Linked DNA regions of Macaca mulatta: region 1 is linked to region 2. The links are chromatin contacts, called in public Hi-C maps. All regions are on one chromosome and are shown on one strand. The core of a region is the stretch at or near the end of the contact, and the rest is flanking DNA. Distances in the headings are between cores, read along the strand shown. Region 1 holds the start of MTF2 (metal response element binding transcription factor 2). Region 2 holds the start of TMED5 (transmembrane p24 trafficking protein 5).

Region 1 (6,119 bases), core at 283-2,782, 100 kb before region 2:
GTTTTTAATATTTTATTTATTGACCTTAATGCCATGCTCCTGAATGGTAATGCATCTACTTTTTTTCTTTGAGATGGAGTTTTTGCTCTTGTTGTCTAGGCTGGAGTGCAATGGCCTGATCTCGGCTCACCTCAACCTCCGCCTACCAGGTTCAAGCGATTCTCCTGCCTCAGCCTCCCGAGTAGCTGGGATTACAGGCATGTGCCACCACACCTGGCCAATTTTGTATTTTTAGTAGAGACACGGTTTCTCTATGTTGGTCAGGTTGGTCTCGAATTCCCGACCTCAGGTGATCTGCCCGTCTAGGCCTCCCAAAGTGCTGGGATTACAGGCATGAGCCACCGCGCCCGGCTGCATCTACTTTTTTTAAGTCAAAATTTTCCTCAGCCAACGTATGAAGGTCACTTAAGACGAATTTATGAGAGACGATGATCAAAATTGAAATAAAGTGAAACCTGAAAGGTAGTAGGTAAGTAGATACAATGAGGGCACACTAAGAAGACAGACTTAAAAGGTTAGGACTATTATTCAGGAGAAGCAGAGGAGTGGAAGGGTTCAACCACAATATTTAAAGTATTGAATGGTATTGGGTAAAATGAATATGCTTATTTGCCAAATTCTGAGATCACAGGCTGAGGGAACCCCTTATGAAGTATGAGCCAAATGAGCTTAGACCACAAGAGGTACTTTTTCAGAGACAGAAAAAATACGGTGTCCACTATCCCTGTGACATAGTATGAGACAAAAATATAAAATGGTTTTAAAAATATTTTGACGAAGTTATAAAGAAAGATTCCACACGTGGCTACTAAGAGGAGCTGGGTTGTGTCTAGGTGTAAGTTAAAGAGACAAGCATACAATCTCACAGCTTGTCAGTTGGGACCCCTGTAGGCAGCAGAATCTGGGCAGGCTAAGGGTCTGCACTAATAAACAATTGTTTTCTTAAACCATTTTGCAGGGGACTATTCTCAGATTTCATTACAGCTAGGAAGGACTGCAAAGCGGGTAAACAGAAAACAACCTTTCATCGTTAGGAAAAAAATCGTCTGAAAGTCTTTCATAAAAGCAGCTCCTGATAAGCAGTTTGGGACTGGACAGTGAATCGCTGAATAAAATTAAATCTCGACATCTCGGGTCTTCTCCCCGCTGAAGGAAATTCTAACAGCAGGCCTCAGGATGAAGGTAGAGGAAACGTACTTCAGTTAAGATTTTCTCCAGGGAAAAGAAATCGGCCCAGCAAGATGCACAGAGCACCGTCACGACCACGCACACCGAAGGTCGCACACGACCCTTTCCCGTATAACAGACCCAGCCAGCCGCCGATCAGAAGCACAGCGCTCACTATTGTGTTAGCCCGGGCGGCGGAAGGACTGAGCCTCACTGCAACGTTAAAGAGTCCTTCTTTGTTCAGCCCCAGCCGGGGACGCAGGACGCGGTGTTCCTCCGCGCTCGCCGCGCAGTCCCTGCCCCCCCGCGGCTTTGGAGAGCTGCCATTCGGCACCGGAGTCGCTCCGCGCTCCCAGAATGCACCGGCAGTCCGCGGGAAACCAAAATGGCGAGGGGCTGTATTGAAGTGGGCTGTGTTTGAGGCCAGTGTAAGAAAGCTCATTCTACCCCCTACCCTCGTCTCCAAAGACCTCGGTTTGTGCGTGCATATGTGCCAGGTACCCGGTGGGGCAGGTGCCCAGTAAGTGCTCGGACTCGCAGGGGAAGCGCCCACGGGGACGGATTGGTTGTTTTTTCCTGTATGAAGCGGTTGGCACCACTGAAGTGACCGAATGAGGTGAGAGACCTTGGCCTGGGAACAGACTCTTCCGGAGGAGATGGGGGTGGGGGAGAAGGAGGAAGAAAGGAAGCATGTATAAAAGGGAAAGATGGAGGACCAAGGTGGGGGTGGGGGCTCCTGTATGTGGGTGCCTTTGCATTTATGTGTATATTGAAAAGAATGGATGAAGAGGAGTAGTCAGTTGAGTGTTGGAGAAAATAGGGACTAAAGGAGCAAGTAGGTCGTTGGGGGAGTCTGTTGGAGGAAGATGAAACGTTGAGACGGGGAAGCTGTGTTTGGAGGGCAGGAAGGAACCTGGGGGCGGGAGACGGTTGGAGGGGCAGGATGAACCTGGTGACGAGGGAGTGGGGAGCCGAGAGGAGGAGCCGTTGGGAAATGGGGGCTGAGGGAAATGTGGGGAGCAGAGTGGAGGGTTGCCTGGGACCTTAGCAGTGCGCAAAGGGAAGTAGCAGCTTGGAATCGGAGGGTGGTGAAATTGTATGGAATTGGAGTAAAGGGGTTCGAGTGTAGGTGCTGGTAAGGATAAGGGGAACACACTGAAGTGGAGGTGGAAGCACAACCTGAAAGCTTAAAGGGAAGAGGTGGAAGGGAAAGTGAGATGGGGGAGAGCTGGGTACCTTATATTTGGAACTCACCGAAAATCTGAGGCCTTTCTTCTGTTTAATTATACCTAACTCATACAATCTACAACTAGGATGTAGATTTGTATTGTATTCTTACAACTGAGGTAATTACGGCTTAAGGAATTTTAACTAATTTGCCAAGATTTGTTAACATATTTCGGTAGTGCCAGAACTCTAACTCTGACTGTGTTTTACTATCTGGTGTCCTTGGTTGCTTGAATTTTTCTTTGGAAGCATTTAGAGGGAACAGATGGATTTATCGGGGTGATCTGACAAACAGCAAGGGTTTGTGAACAATGGGAAAAGGCTTGTGGAATGTTACTCTATTCTTTAAAACATTTAACTTTGGTTAAAGATAGAAACCATGTAACCCTAACTTAAATGTGAAAACCTAGCTAGGCCTGTGTGTAATACATAGGAAAGCACCATGTGAGGTCAGTACAGAGCTAGAAATATGTAAATAGTACCTGATTTAATTTGACTCCAGAACCTCCGGTGGTAATAGTAGTTACTTTCTCCTTCAGGTCGATTCCATGTGACCCTGCTGTATACCTAGCCTATAAGGTGGTTTCAATTTCCATGCTTTCATTCTCTCTTGGGAATTCCTTTTTTTTTTTTTTTTTTGTCAGTAAATTTCAAAGATAGTTGAATGTAGAAGTAGTTAATGTGGATAAAATGTAATTAAATTCATTATAACCTTTTTAAGGTTTGAAAGTGCTTTAAAGGGAGTTGTTTTGACTGATGGCTTTAAGTGCCCGATAGTTTAGTTATAACTTGAGAGGGAATACAAAATGACTGTTGTTTTTCCAGATTCCTAAATATAAAAATGTATTTGAATTCACATTTTAAAATTAGTTCACCTGCAGTTTTTTAAAGTGCTAAAACTGTTCTAAGTATTTGAATTAAGAACGCACCTGCTTCCTGATACTACATTTATAATGTTAGTGGGTATTAACGGAAATGTGTGACTATCAGGATGAAATGCACACACAGTTTTAGAACTAGTTGTACAGAAATCATCTTGTTAAGCCTTTTTTCTAGATGACACAATTATATTTAATAGTTCTTTAAATTATCCCCGTTTCCTCAAAGCTCTGTTGGGAAAGACATTTTATTCTGTGTATTTTACTGTGGGTCATTAACTCTTTGATTTCATGGATTATAAATATTCCTTTTTGTGGGATCTTTTAAGGATAATTTGCTTTAATCATTTTTCAGCATAATCTCTACATCTGACTTGAAGAAACTGAGGAGTTGCTGTGACCAACATCTGTAGCTTGATGGTTCTGAAAGTAAAACTTAACTGCTGTTTTAGTTAGTCTACACTTTCATGAACGATCTTTGATGGCTAATATGTTTGTACTTTGTTTTCCCTGTTCTTCAGGAAAATTTGTTTATTGCTGTGAAATCCAGTATAACAATCCTAAATTGGAATGTAAAAGTTTCCCTGTGGATATTTCTTAGGTATTAGAGTGCTATCTAGTAGAAATTTCTCCAGTGATGGCAGTGTTCTATATCTGCTGTATCCAGTACAGTAGCCAGTAGCCACATGTGGGTATTGAACACTAGAAATGTTAACTAGTGAGACTAAGAACTGAATTTATAATTTAATTCATTAAAACTAAAATTTAAATGGCCATATGTAGCAGTGCTATTGTAATGGACGGCACAGTATTAGCGGTTATTGCATCCATGTATTGAGGAATTGTTACCTTCATTAACCATGGAAACCACAGGAATCCAAGGATGAGGAACTGCCGTAGAACTGAGGAAGTTCAGATTCTTTTTGTACATTTAAGATGAAGTATTCATTTTTACCATATACCATGTCTTCTGTCATATTTCTGTTTTCGTATAACATTGCAATAGAATAATGAAAGATAGTGACCTCTCTAGTCTTTTTAAAATATAAGATTCTGATTCCTGTGTCAAAAAACAACAAAAGATGGATATTAGTAATGTTTTGTTGTTTAAAAAAATTACTTTGTTTTTACACTTAGTTAAAAAAAACTTAAGGAATATTTCAAACATAATACAAAGTGAGCAGAATAGAATAATGAACTTTTATGTATCCATTCTTTTTTTTTTTTTTTTTGTAAAAAGAGACAGGGTCTTCCTCTGGCACCCAGGCTGGAGTGAAATAGTGCTATCATAACTCACTGTAGCCTCAAACTCCTGGGCTGAAGTGATCCTCCTGCCTTAGCCTGCCAAGTAGTTAGGACTACAGGTGCACACCACCACACCTGGCAAATTTTTAGTTTTTTTTGTAGGGATGGGATCTTACTGTGTTGCCCAGGCTGGTCATGAACTTCTGGCCTCTAGCAGTCCTCCTGCTGTGGCCTCCCAAAGTGTTGGGATTGAGCCACTGCGCCCAGCCCATTGTTTTTATTATTTTCAAAAGTTTTATTTTTAGGTAAAGTGTATATTGAAATGCACAAATCTTAACTGTACAGTTTTAAAATAAGTTTTATTGAGATATAATTTATATACTATAGTTGTATGTACATAATTGACATGCAACCTTTGAAAGTGTACAGTTGAGTGGTTTTTTTAGTATACTCACATGTGCAACCATCACCACTACCTAATTTCAGAACATTTTCATCACCCCAAAAAGAAAATCTTAATCCATTAACAGTCACTCCCCTTCACCCCTCCCCTATCTTCTGGCAACCACTAATTTACTTTCTGTGTCTATAGATTTGCCTGTTCTGGACATTTCATATAAATGGAGTAGTACAATATGTGGCCTTTTATGTCTGGCTTCCTTCATTTAGCATAACTGTGTTAGTCCATTCTTGCACTGCTATGAAGAAATACCTGAGACTGGGTAATTTATAAAGAAAATAATTTTGACTGGCTTACGGTTCCACAGGCTATACAGGAAGCATGACTGGGGAGGCCTCAGGAAACTTCCCCTCGGAGTGGCCCTCTTGAAGTGGCCAGAGCAGGAGGATTAGATGGGGGCAATGCCACACACTTTTAAACAACCAGAGAACTCAGTATCATGAGAACAGCAGGGGGGAAAATCTGCCTGCATGATCCAGTCATTTCCCACCAGGGCCTTCCTCCAATGTTGGGGATTACAGTTTGACAGGAGATTGGGCAGGAACACAAAATGCAAACTATATCATTAATGTTTTCAAGGTACAGCCATGTTGTAGCGTTTATAGTCACTTCATATATTTTTAGGACCAAATAATATTTCATTATATGAATATACCTTTTTTGTCTGCTCATCATTGATGGACATTTGGGTTGTTCCCACTTTTTGACTTTTATAAGTAATGCTTCAGTGATCATTCATGTATAAGGTTTGGGTGAACATGTTTTCGTTTCTCTTGGGTACACATATCTAGGAGTGAAATTGCTGGGTCAGATGATAACTCGGATTAATGTTTTGAGGAACTGCCAAACTGTTTTTCAAAGAGACTGCACCATTCTGCAATCTCACAAGCAATTATCTGCTGAGTGATTATCTCACCAGTTTATCCACATCCTCACTGATACTTGCTATAGTCTGTCTTTTGATTATAACCATTCTAGGGTTTGAATTGGTATTTCATTGTGGTTTTGATTTGCATTTCACTTATGGCTAATTATATTGAGGATCATGTACTTGTTGGCCATTTGTATACCTTTGGAGAACTGTCTATTTAAGTCTTTTACTCATTTAAAAAATGAGGCTTTTTTATTCTTGAGTTGTAAGA
Region 2 (6,057 bases), core at 2,257-4,756:
TAAAACCTAAAAAGAAATTAGTAAAATTTTCAATATGTCACAGTAACCAAGGACAAAGTTGGATTGTCTGTTCCATAATATTTTAAAAACTAACTTCAAGACAAAAATTAGTAGGATGTAGTTACTAGGAAATTAAACAAGTTGGGAAATGCAAACATAGGGTGGAAGATGATCTTTACCCTACACATCTCACCAACACTGTCTAGGATTACATATATTAAGTGATTTTACCTCTTTCCTCAATCAAAACAAATTGTTTAGGGAAAATGTTTTAAAGGAATAATCCCAGCTGGACGTGGTGGCTCAGACCTACAATCCCAGAACTTTGGAGGCTGAGGCTGGCGGATCACTTGAGATCAGGAGTTTGAGACCAGTCTGGCCAAGATGGTGAAACCCCGCCTCTACTAAAAATACAAAAATTAGCTGAGTGTGGTGGCACATGCCTGTAATCCAGCTACTCAGGAAGCTGAGGCGGCAGAATCACTTGAACTCAGGAGATGAAGGTTGCAGTGGACTTAGGTCGCGCCACTGCACTCCAGCCTGGGTGGCAGAGGGAGACTCTGTCTCAAAAAAAAAAAAAAAAAAAAAAGAACAGTACCTTTAAGAGTCACTAAAGATGTAAAGAATAAAGCTAAACCAAGCCAGCTATGTAACTATAGAGGTATAAATGTAAAACTAACATTCACTGACTATTTACTATGTGTCAGGGATGATCTATTAGCATATGTTAATAGACCACTTTACATTGAATATGAGCATTTATTAACTCATGTTTTTCAAATCAGCTCTATGATGTGGTTACAATTATTATCTCTATTTTACAAGTGAGAAGATCACATAAGTTTTAAGTAGGCAGACTCAAGATTTGAACCCAGGCTAAGGTTGAGCTGGTGCTCTTAACTGTAAGAGGACAGGAGTTAAAATAGATATCTTCCCTAATGTGTGTAAATACTGAAGTTTTTAAATTAATACAAATTGTTTTCTTATCTAGACTATTTCACTAGCCCTCTAGTTGGTTTCCTTGACTCCAATTTTGCTCTCCTTAAATCCATTTTCCACACTGCATCCAGTGATCTCTTTAAATCTTAAATGGACTTGCACAAAATTAAGGAAAACCTACACAGCATGACAAACAAGGCTATGATTGAGGCTTCAAGACCCCAGCCTTCTGGCCTCTCTGATGTCCTTTTCTGCTACTCCCACCCTAGACTTTATGTCTTAAAGTCTAATACAAACGCAGTACTTGTAGTGTCCACTACACACTAACCATCCCCACTTACACTATGTATTTTAAGAACTATGGGTCTTTTTGTTCCTTTTTCTGAAATGTCCCTTGTTCCTTGCATTTTCATCTCAATTAAGCATCTTTCTGGATTAAATTTTATTTTCTCCAGGAATCCTCTTCTGAAACCCTTAGAAGTGATCCTCCTCTACTGGTACTTAGCCATCCTTTATTGAAATTACCTGTTTATGAGCCAGTAACCCTTATTAAGCTCTTTGAGAAGAGGGATTCTTTCTTTCTCTTTTACCTACAACCTCCACAACCTCGCTTCCCCTAGTCTCCCGCCCCCTCCATGCACAATTCCTGGCACGTATTAACTGTTCAGTAAATGCTGAACTTTTGAACTTTACTGGAAATCAAGAAACACTGAGTTTTAGCCTCAGTTTTGCTCACTATGTGATTTTTAGATATTTTCTTCTCTGTGCTTATCTTGTGTACCTATATACAACTTAATCCTTAAGTTTCATCGTATAAAAAATTCTACAACTTTTAATTTTGCTCTGTATGTGACAGTACCTGGTATTTAAAAACAATTCTCTACATCAAGTTAAAAAATTAACATTTGATGATAATTGACTTCTAAAACACTGAAAAATGAAACACATCAATGCTGTTTTTTTTTTTTTTTTTTTTTTTTTTTTTTTTTTTTTTTTTTTTTTTCCTGTACTGCTACCTGAAAACATCGAAATTTGCTGTGTGGAACGAACAAGATTTCTTCTAAGAAATTACCCCCTACTAGCATGACTACATAAAATAAGGTAATTCCCAGCAAGAATATTATGCAGATACTAAAAAGAAAACATGCTGGGCATGGTGGCTCACGCCTGTAATCCCAGCACTTTGGAAGGCCGAGGCGGGAGGATCTCCTGAGGTCGAGAGTTCGAGACCAGCCTGGCCAACATGGTGAAACGCTGTCTCTACTAAAAATACAAAAATTAGCTGGGCGTGGTGACGCACGTCAGTAATCTCAGCCATTCGGGAGGCTGAGGCAGGGGAATCGCTTGAACCCGGGAGGTAGAGGTTGCAGCAGTGAGCCGAGATTGCGCCACTGCACTCCAACTCTAGCCTGAGCAACAGAGCGAGACTCCGTCTCAAAAAAAAAAAAAAAAAAACAAACAACCCCCCCCCCCCAAAAAAAATGACACGAGGGAAATGCTTACAATGCTCAATGAAAAGAAAGGAAAGGTTATAAAGTTTTAATATACGATTTGATCTTTTGAAAATAATGCATATATAACTTAAACGGCAATGTATGATTAAATATAGCAACAGCCTCTTCCAAAAAATTTCAAAATTGGGCTTAGTGATAATTACATGATCATAATTCAAAAACCCTTAACTGAAGCAAAGACAGTGAAGATCTGTAACATCTGAATTGTGTGAAAGGGGTGGGGGTGATTCAAACAAGTGTCATCACCTCGTCCAATGATGAAGGAGAACGTGTATCAGTTCCGCATTGTGAAATTCTCAGTATCGGAGCGTGTAGTGGCTAAGAAAAGCGATAGGCGAATTACGAAACAGAAAAGCCAGCGACATCACCAGTTCTGGCCTCTTTCCGACCGAAGGAAAGGGGATTAGGCGGGGTAGTTGTCAATTCCAGGTCCAGCCTAAGTTCTGGGTCCCCGGCCTCAGCGTGAGCCTCGCCTTGCCTCGCCTCGCGCGCCTGCGCAGAGCGGGCCGGCTTCCCGGACGACCCTCGCCTCTTCACCACCCGGGCCGTCCACCAGAAGTTTCTAAACGGGTGAGAGGCGACAACGCAGTGTAGCTGGGTTAAAGGAAGGAGGCTGGTTTATCCTCCGCACTTACTTGGTACTCGATCTCCAGCGAGGCCTTCAGGGGCATGGGCTGATAGAAGCACTCCTTCTGGCCGGCGGGAAGGGTAAAGGTGAAGTCGCTGTCGAGGGAAGGTGTGAAGCCGGCCGCTCCAGGCAGCAGCACCGGAGGCAGAGCGGCCAGAAGGAGCACGGGGAAGGGCAGCCAGGTCTTGTCGCCCATCCCTGCTGGGGTGATCCGGGCTGCAAGAGGCGTGGGATACTGCTGTCTCCGCTCCGCGTTTCCTCTCTGGACTCCACGTGGTTGACAGGGAAATCTGGAGTCTGAAGAAACTCCAAGTGGCGGCCGCGGCGGCGGCGGCGAACACTCCCTCCGAAGGAGAAGCGCAGTCCTCCAAAGGGTAGGGACTCAGGGCGGGGCCAGCAGCCCCGTTCCGCCACCGCCTCAGTCTCGGCCCCCTCAGGCCAGGCGTGAGCGCCGCCCGCCTCTCCCACTGACGGCCTCTGGTTCCCATGGCTTCCCCCACCAATGGGCATCCTGGCGGTGATTGTGGGAAATGTAGTCCCGGGCGGGCTCGGCTAGTGGGCTCGGACGCGCTCGCCGACCACGATTCCCGGCAAGCCCCGCGCCTCCGGCGGCGCCTCACGCAGTCTGCGCTGGGGCGGGGCAGCGGCCGGGTAGGCGTGTGCCAACGGCTCCCGCGGCGGTTCGAATTCCGTGCTGCCGGGGTTCGCTGGTTCTCCAAGTAGCGTCCGAGGCTTCCAAGCGCAGGGGCCCTGGAGAGGGTCATAGGCTTCCTAACGTAGACTCGAGTGCGAAGCGCGCAGTCGCCGGGTGAGTCTCTCCCCAGCTGCGACTTGGGTGGTGAGCGACTGCCCCTTGGCGTGGGGAAAACAGCTTACCTGGGGGAGTTTTGTTCCTTTCCCTCCCGGCACCTTGGATGCGCTGGGACTGGTCCTTGCGGTTGCTGAGCATGCTCCTCTGAACGGTTGTATTTTATTTGATGAAAAATAGGAGTCTGGGCGCAGTGGCTCAGGCCTGTTATCTCAGCATTTTGGGAGGCCAAGGCAGGAGGATTGCTTGAACCCAGGAGTTCGAGGCCAGCTTTGGCAATATGGCGAGACACTGTCTCCATAAAATTAAAAAAAAAAAAAAAAAGTATTTCCTTAAAAAAAAAACAAACTGAAAGGAAGATGTCACGTCCGCCCCCGACCCCTGCTTCTTTCAGACGGATGCGGGATCAGCTGTGTCAAGCAATCTTGAGACAGGAGACTACTATACAAAGTTATGACCTCTTTCCAAAATGAGGAATCTTTTTCAACTGCAGCCCATTGTATCACATACATAGGGTATAAAAGAACACTTGTCCTTCGTTTGATGGGTGTGCGTGTGCAAACCTACAAACACATTCTTAATTAGGGCCCAAAGATGATGTTGTTAAGGTCCATGAGTAGGATGATGTGCTTTTCTTGGTATTCAGTCAGTGAAGATATACTGTTTTGGGTAACTACTGTAAATTGAGGTTAAGGGCATTCATCTGACAGTAAATGGCCCACTAGGAAAATGAAAACATTTTAGTATCAAATATATTCATTGCTACGGCAGAAGAGTTAGGGAGTTCATCCTCCTCTCCCCTCCCCCTCCCTCCCTCCCTCCCTCCCTTCCTTCCTTCCTTCCTTCCTTCCTCTCTGTCTGTCTTTCTTTCTTTCTTTCTTTCTTTCTTTCTTTCTTTCTTTCTTTCTTTCTTTCTTTCTTTCTTTCTTTCTTTCTCTCTCTCTCTTTCCTTTCTTTCTTCTTTCTTTTCTTTTCCTCCTCTTCTCTTTTCTTTCTTTTCTTTCTTTCCTTCCTTCCTCCCTCCCTCCCTTCCTCCCTTTCTGTCTTTCTGTCTGCCTTTCTTTCCTTTTTCCTTTCCCCTTTCCTCTCCTCCCGTCCCCTCCTCCCCTCCTCCCCTCCTCCCCTCCCCTCTCCTGCCCTCCCCTCCCCTCCCCTTTCTTGACGGAGTCTCACTCTGTTGCCCAGGCTGGAGTGCAGTGGTGTGATCTCGGCTCACTGCTACCTCCGCCTCCCGGGTTCATGCAATTCTCTGCCTCAGCCTCCCCAGAGCTGAGATTACAGGCGCCCGCCACCATGCCTAATTTTTTTGTATTTTTAGTAGAGACGGAGTTTCACCATCTTCACCAGGTTTTAACTCCTGACCTCGTGATCCACCTGCCTCAACCTCCCAAAGTGTTGGGATTACCGGCGTGAGCCACCGCTCCCGGTCTGACAGTTATTTCTTACATGAAAATACACAGATGTTGAACTAAAACCTGATTTAAGACGAAATATATAATACCAGATGGCATTATAGATTTTGCCCAATTTTCTCAACCCTTTTCTCCTTCACCATCCTACAGAGAGCTAGAGATGTTGAATAGATAAAGCAAGATGGGGACCTGATTTATTGACTTGTCTGCGAGAGTCTTGTCACTTAAGCAGAAGGAAATTTGTGGAAACAAAAAAGGGAAAGAGGATAGAACCAGTTTGTCTATTAAGATTACACAGTATCTCATTTAATTTCCTGCCACTTTCTTTCCTTAAGGTGGGAGTTTTCTTTTTAATCTTCCTCCCTACATTTGAGAATTTTTGAGTGGGGAATAAATGTAGCATACCATTCTGACTGGTTGAGGGAAGGAAGGATAGTTTAGTATTTGTTAATTCATTCAAAATATTGAGCCTCTGTAAGTACATTGCAGTCCTGAACGTAATGACAGGACTCCCACCCTTTTGGAACCTGGGATGGGAGCAGAATGCTAAGAAGGGCGTTGAAGGAAATGCTACAATGAAAAAGGTAAATGGGATCTGAAAGAGGAATGTAATTTTAAGATTGCGCAGAAAGCTCTACAGAAGTAGTGGAGATTATAAAGCTTTAGTTTTTTTATTGTATTAATTACAATAATAAAATATGATGCTTTATTATGGTTTTTTATATGCAAAGAAATTTAGTAGTTACACAACCCTAG

The links. A called contact is a pair of places that touch in the nucleus more often than the background predicts.
Region 1: a contact with region 2 is called in a Hi-C map of fetal cortex germinal zone, with 2.0 times the contacts expected there. The contact joins the promoter of MTF2 here to the promoter of TMED5 in region 2. A contact is called at or near these places in 2 of 14 Hi-C or Micro-C datasets (fetal cortex germinal zone and liver).

What each region holds. Positions count from the first base shown.
Region 1 is chr1:147,217,965-147,224,083 of T2T-MMU8v2.0, reverse strand. MTF2 (metal response element binding transcription factor 2) reads left to right here and starts at 1,532. Exons shown (of 16, transcript XM_077952975.1): 1 at 1,532-1,783.
Region 2 is chr1:147,120,104-147,126,160 of T2T-MMU8v2.0, reverse strand. TMED5 (transmembrane p24 trafficking protein 5) reads right to left here and starts at 3,506. Exons shown (of 4, transcript NM_001266841.2): 1 at 3,089-3,506. The coding sequence starts at 3,277. CCDC18 (coiled-coil domain containing 18) reads left to right here and starts at 2,765. Exons shown (of 29, transcript XM_028847494.2): 1 at 2,765-3,889.